Linked DNA regions of Mus musculus: region 2 is linked to region 1. Evidence: chromatin contacts called from public HiChIP or PLAC-seq data. All regions are on one chromosome and are shown on one strand. The core of a region is the stretch at or near the end of the contact, and the rest is flanking DNA. Distances in the headings are between cores, read along the strand shown.

What was found. HiChIP or PLAC-seq counts read pairs in DNA pulled down with a chosen protein or histone mark.
Region 2: a contact with region 1 is called in an H3K27ac HiChIP or PLAC-seq map of microglia, with 5 times the contacts expected there. The contact joins two enhancer-like sites. A contact is called at or near these places in 1 of 39 promoter capture datasets (the 3T3-L1 cell line) and 1 of 115 datasets of contacts at active chromatin or transcription factors (microglia).

The regions. Positions count from the first base shown.
Region 1 is chr1:170,407,692-170,411,009 of GRCm38.p6, forward strand. The region is part of intron 2 of Nos1ap (nitric oxide synthase 1 (neuronal) adaptor protein); the gene reads right to left. Among named protein-coding and RNA genes, the nearest start is that of Spata46, 100 kb to the left of the region's middle. Within about 2 kb of position 1,555, at least 10 of the 459 cell types and tissues checked have an H3K27ac peak or open chromatin away from gene starts, as enhancers often do. A contact at or near this core is called in microglia, where this site is marked.
Region 2 is chr1:170,844,461-170,847,778 of GRCm38.p6, forward strand. All of the region lies in intron 4 of Atf6 (activating transcription factor 6), which reads right to left. Among named protein-coding and RNA genes, the nearest start is that of Gm29733, 4.9 kb to the right of the region's middle. Within about 2 kb of position 1,476, at least 100 of the 459 cell types and tissues checked have an H3K27ac peak or open chromatin away from gene starts, as enhancers often do. A contact at or near this core is called in microglia, where this site is marked.

The DNA of each region.
Region 1 (3,318 bases), core at 305-2,804:
GATTGAGAAGCTGGGCTTGGTGGCACATCAGTGATCCTATCCTGTCACTTGGGAGGCAGAGTCAGGAAGGCTGAAAGTCTGAGGCCAACAGCCCCCTTGGTATTGGTGAAGAGGTGGGGAAAGGGAAGGAGAGGGAGGAGGAGCGCTAGGCTGAGAAAAAGCCCTGTGAGGAAACTCTGCAAGACAGTGGAGGGCCCACTAGTAAGAGGGCCCACACCAGAATCAACTATGCTGGCTGCCAGTCCCCAGGCTATGAGTAATAAATGCTTGCTATTGAGCAACCATATCTCTGGTGCTCTGTTATGGAGCCCACCCTGATTGAAACAGAATTGGTGGTGGAGGAAATGGTGAAAGTTATCAGAATGAGAGGCAAGAGAGATGGCTACTCATGATAAGTGATGCAGAGCAGAGCTGAAGCCCTGGGAACCAGCACAGATGGGGCTGAACTGGTCTCTCCCATTCAAAGGCCACTATTCCCCCTCATTTGCCACATCAGCACCATAATAATCCTCATATAATTTAGCCATTGAACCCAGTGATCTTTAATAGCTTCTAGGGCACTATCATTCCATTATCCTATTTAACAGTATCTAGTGCTCACCAACTTGGCCCTTAGTGTCTCCACACACGAGTTATTCTAGCCATACATAATTGGATCTCTATGTGGAAAAAGTGGCCACCCTCCTTTCACCACACCTTTGGGGCTATTCCATGAATCATGCTGGGTGTCAGAAGAAGAGGCATGCCCTCCCCATTTTAATCTTTCTAAAACATTGCATCTTAGGACCTGACTAAAGATGTTCCACATCACCCACGGCTGAAACAAGAGGATCAAAACTGATACTGAGCACTACCACCAGATTCAAATCAGTTCTCTTTTTCTCACCAAGCAGCTCCCTATCACATGTGTCTTGTATGCTATGTCCTGCATGTGATAAGGAACCTCAAAGACACCATGGGGCAGAGACCTTGGCACCCGTACTAGCTCCCCATCCTGCTCTTCAGCCAAAGCTGCCGTCTGAGCATTTATATATAGGCATCCCTTGTACTATTTTGTTGAACAAACCCTTTCACTCTAAAAATAAAAAGGATAAAAGAACCACTGACTTCCTGCAATAATTCCAGCGCTCTACTGTATTGTCTGTCCTGAGCATACTTAGTTTTCCCCCATCTCTATACTTGGACTTAGCAATTACTACCCCCAAATTCCTACTCAGTCCCTAATCCATCTTATCCTATAGTTCTATTTCAAATAAGACCTCCTGTGACTATCACAGCCTTAAGGAATAGGCTAGCTAGCTTTACAATAATAATAATATATATATATATATTACTTCCTGCTCTGAACAAGGTTCTTTTTCCTCCTTGCAACCAGCATCTAAGCTCTTCAAAAGTAGACATATAAACTCTTTGAAGGTAGATATTATGTAAGGTCAGCCTCTTCTCTTCAGTGACTATTCACGGAATTTTTAGCCAAGTACAAGGACTTCCTCTGACAATGTAGGTGGCTGGCTGGGGCTGCTGTGTTAAGAATGTGAAGAAGCAAAGGGACAAAGCCAAGAAGCATTACAGAGCCCAGCTGCTCCCCGTGGGGCAGGAAAGGCATATACGGTCTATAAACCTAGGCTTGTTAGCATCATCTATAGCTGAAGAAAGGAAGACCCCAGGCAGGAGGGTTGGGGGCGGGGGACTTGGCTGGCTGCCATCTAATTTGAAGAGGGATAATCTTCCCAAAGCAACCCTGGTGTTCTCTTCTGTTTATTTTCAACCTATCTGGCTATTCTAAAGAACCTACCATGAAATCTCAGAGCTGATGGATCTATATATTTGGTCAGTGCTGATTGCTTCGTGGCCCCCCAGACTTCAAGGCCAACTGCTATGTTTTTTTCTATCTACAGACCACAGACTCAGCCTCTGTAGCCTGCTTCTCTTTCCCTAAGAACTTAATGGCTTTTAGGTAATGGGGCTACTGAGAGGAAGGACCACAGGTAAATTGCTCTCTTTCCTACTTTTTTTTTTTCAGAAGAAAATTGAAAAAGGAAAATGCAGTGGTGACAGCTCTTTGAAAATGACCTCTAATGGGCAACTTGTTCTGTAGCAATCAGTGTACCCTGAGCCCAAATCAAAGATCCTCTATGACTAAGTTCCATAATAACATGCCATTTAACAATTTATCAGTGTGGCATAATTATGCCCAAAAGAAAACAATTTTTCTCCAGGCTAAAAGGAGTTCAGTTTCAACTACTTTTCCCCACAGCTTTTTAAAAAAGTATAATTAGGAAGAAATACTCAGTTGTAACCAATTACATTTAGATCACAGCTTTAAAATAAGCAATAATTAAAAAAAAACTTCAATGTGTTTGTCCATTTCTTAAAGTGTTGAAGGTCACTTTGTAGAAGACCCCCTCGATTGACGTCTCCTTATCTCGTAACTGCTTCCCCAGTGGCTACAGAGAACAACAACAAATCCAATTTAAACTGATCTGTTCATGAACAGTGCTGTCTGGACCTGAAAAGGCCACTGACCTTGAGAAACTGCCTACAAGGTGGCTCACACATTTCAAACTCAATGAGCTTAACAGGAGGGCACCCCCAAACCCACCCTGCTTCTCTGGATATACTGAGGCCTCTTCTAAGCCAGAAATGGGATGGGGTGGCCAGCTAACAAGGAAAGCTCTAGCATACCAGTGTGAAAAAGAAACCCATCTCTACGTGCATTTTGCCTGAAGGCATCTGGGGCACTCAATGGGTCCTTTCCATTTGGAAATAGAATTCTGTTAACAGAAAAACTTTTCCTATGTTCATTCTTTGGACAACCCTCAGCCCCACCCTGTACACACACACACACACACACACACACACCTACCTTCAGCCCCACCCTGTAACACTTATACCTACTCTCAGTCCCTACACACCCACCCCATCTGATACACACACAAACACACACACACACCTATCCTCAGCCCCACCCACTACACACACACACACACACACACACACACACACACACACACACACACACCCTTACCCTCAGCCCCACCTTTCCCCTTGTTCTGCTTTGGAATTCAAGCAGTCAGACTCTAAGGGCTCCTGGTTTGTATTTCTAGTCTACTCTTAGGCTGATTTCTTCTTTTAAAAAAATGTGGCCATTCTACTGACTTAGTTTTTAGCTTGCCTCCCGCGGTGGTTACTGTCTCTAAGAATTCTCTGATTCATTTTTCAAGGTCCTTTTCTTGTTTTACAATGCAGTGTCTTCTCTTAATACTAATTTTGTCTCTCCCACCCACCCAAGTTTGTGTCTGTGTGTGATTTCTGATG
Region 2 (3,318 bases), core at 226-2,725, 440 kb after region 1:
GGGGACCCACGGACCTAAGAAGGCAAGGCAAGGAAGGAGAGCCTTCATGTAACATGGCTGAGCCCAACAGAAGCCTAGTGAAAGATCACAGGAGCCATAGACAGCGACTCCTGGTGGCTAAATACGAGACAACACAAACACCAGAATAAATAATCACAGCAATGGTTACAGTCTAAACCCAATGGGAAACAGTAAGTCAACACTAATGTTAACAAGTATCTGGGTGATGGATAGCTTGACAAAGACCCGCACATTCGGGCAGGAGAACAGATTAGCGAGTAAAGGCACTGAGTTCAACCCCCGGAACCCATGTGGTAGAAAGAGTCTGACTTTCACACACTCACTGTGAGCCATCATGAACAACCATACATAAGACACACAAAATAAAAAAGTAAATGTTCATTTTTTTTTTTATTTTTTTATTTTTGGTTTTTCGAGACAGGGTTTCCCTGTATAGCCCTGGCTGTCCTGGAACTCACTTTGTAGACCAGGCTGGCCTCAAACTCAGAAATCTGCCTGCCTCTGCCTCCCGAGTGCTGGGATTAAAGGCGTGCGCCACCACGCCCAGCTTATTATTTTAAGAGCAGTACTTTTCCACGGTTTAAAAGTACCTTCTTCACAAAATACTGGCAACTAGCAAAGGGAGAAAAGAGCAGCTTCTTGGCTGAGAGCCTAGCAGATGCTGTCAGCTGACTGAGGTGAACATCACCAGTAACAGGACCACCTCAAACTGTCATCAAACTGAATCTTATCATCAAAAATAAATGACAAGGTGGAGTGTGGGTGGCCTGCACCTGTAACCTCAGTTCTTGGGAGGTGAAAGCAGGAGAATCAGGAGTTGAAGGCCATTTTCCATTACATAGCAACTTTAAACCAGTTCGAACTAGGTGAGATCCTATCTCAAAAGGCAAAAACAGATCTGGTAGTGGTGACATCCTTACTACTTTAATCCTAGGACTTAGGAGGCAGAGGTGGGTGATCTATATGAGCTGCAAGCCAACCTGGTAAACAGAGCAAGTTCCAAGACAGCCAAACAGCTAAAGCTATACAGAGAAACCCTGTCTCAAAAACCAAGAGAGAGAAAGAGAGAGACAGAGAGACAGAGAGAGAGAGGCTAAAACAAACAAACAAAAGACAGACACAAAACCACTTCTGTGGCATTCCTGCCATAGACACTAAAGCTGACTCCAATCCTGAGGAAACGTCTGGCACTCCAAATGATAAGGTCATTAAAGCACGAAGTCAAGAAGGAAGAATTGTTCCAGAATAAAGAAAATTAAAGCAGAAAGACAACCACATGCAACATAACCTGATGCTTTTGCTGGTCTGAATCTAAGGGGAGCTACATGGGAAATTGCACAATCTAAACCGGGACTGGGTAGTGCGAGTTTTGGTTTCTTTTAACCTCAGTTATGCTACGGAGACATGTTTCTGTTTTAATCCCTGGTGTGGCCTCCTTCAGCTTATCCACAGCAGCAGACTGACTGCCTCGTGCTCCAGCAGGGGCAGGATCTGTGCCCAGTGCAGATAGCTTAATTCTGGGAACTCTTGAGCGAGAGAAAAAAAAAAAAAAGCCAAATGCCAGAGGGGGCTGAGGGAACTCTGAGGGGCAGGGGAACACTAAGGAAGAAGCCTGGCTGTTCGGCTGTACCCCCTGCTGGGTCCTGCTCCTGCTGCTGATGGTTGAGAGGAAAGAGACCAGAAGAAGCTGGACTTCCCGGTAGCGGAAGATTAGACTTGCTTTAGTCAGCAGGAAGTAGTTTAAAGAGACCTAGCCTCCTTTCTCCTCCACCCTTCCTTCTCTACTACCTGGTGATGGGGGGTTGGAAGGAATAAGGGCTGGAAGGGAGAAAGAGGTACATAAAAACCAAATAAAATAGCTAAAACAAATATGCCTACAGGGCTACAGATGAGATTATTGTTATATATCAATGTTTAGTTCCTGGTTTTGGTGGCTGTATTGTTGTTAAAAAAAACATTCTTGTTCATAGGAGGTAGACATTATAGAATTTGGAATTCAGTGGCCAACTGACCCTCAAATGGCTCAGACAAAAATCTCCACAATATATTTGCAAATTTAAGATCATTCCAAATAAAAAGGCAGTGTAAGCAAGAGAACAAGAATAAAAAATTAGCCAGGCGGTGGTAGCGCATGCCTTTAGTCCCAGCACTTGGGAGGCAGAGGTAGGCAGATTTCTGAGTTCAAGGCCAGCCTGGTCTATAGAGTGAGTTCCAAGATAGCCAGGGCTACAGAGAAACCCTGTCTCGAAAAAACAAACAAACAAACAAAACAAAAACAAAAAACAATAAAAAATTAGAGAATGTCTTTCTGAGTGATAAGCTTTTGAGTAACAGGAGGAGGAAGAATAGAAGGAAAGGAGGAAGAGAGGTAAAAGGCAGGAAAAAGGATAAGGACATGGATAAGAGGAAGTGGAGGAAGAGCAGCAGCAACAATAACAGAACTAGTAAGAACAATAATAATAAAATAAATATATGTGCACCTTATATAAATATAAAGAAGAAGAAGAATAACCAGGCTAGGCGTGCTGGTTATTATTTTAATCTCTACACCTAGAAGGCAGAGACAGAAGGATCTCTACAAGTTCAAGGCCAACCTAGTCTCCATAATAAGTTCCAGGCCAGCCAGAGCTACACAGTGAAATCCTGCTGAAAGAAAGAAAGAAAGAAAGAAAGAAAGAAAGAAAGAAAGAAAGAAAGAAAGAAAGAAAGAAAGAAAGAAAGAGAGAGAGAGAGAGAGAGAGAGAGAGAGAGAGAGGGAGGGAGGGAGGGAGGGAGGGAGGGAGGGAGGGAGGGAGGGAGGGAGGGAGGGAGGGAGGGAGGGAGGGAAGGAAGGAAGGAAGGAAGGAAGGAAGGAAGGAAGGAAGGAAGGAAGGAAGGAAGGAAGGAAGGAAGGAAACAACCCAGGCCAGACACAGTGGCACATTCCTGCACTGAAGCCCAGCCTGGGCAACACAGTAAGACTACCTTTAAAAGAACCCTGCAATCCTAGCACTTGGGATGCTGGGGCAGCAGGACCACAAGTCAGAAGTCCCTTTCACTGCTGTACTGGTTTATACTGGTTACTAACTTGACGGGACCTAGAACCACCTTGAAAACAGATTCCTAGGCATAACTGTGAGGCACTTCCTAGTTAGACTCAAGTGGGAAGACCCACACTGAATGTGGGCAGCCTTGCTCCATGGGCTGAGGTGTCAGGCTTCAGAAACAGAGAAAGCAGGCAAAGCAGGGACGTTTGTCTGTCTGCTTTCTGACCATGGTCACGATGTGACCATCAGCCTCGTCTCCTGCGGCCATGCC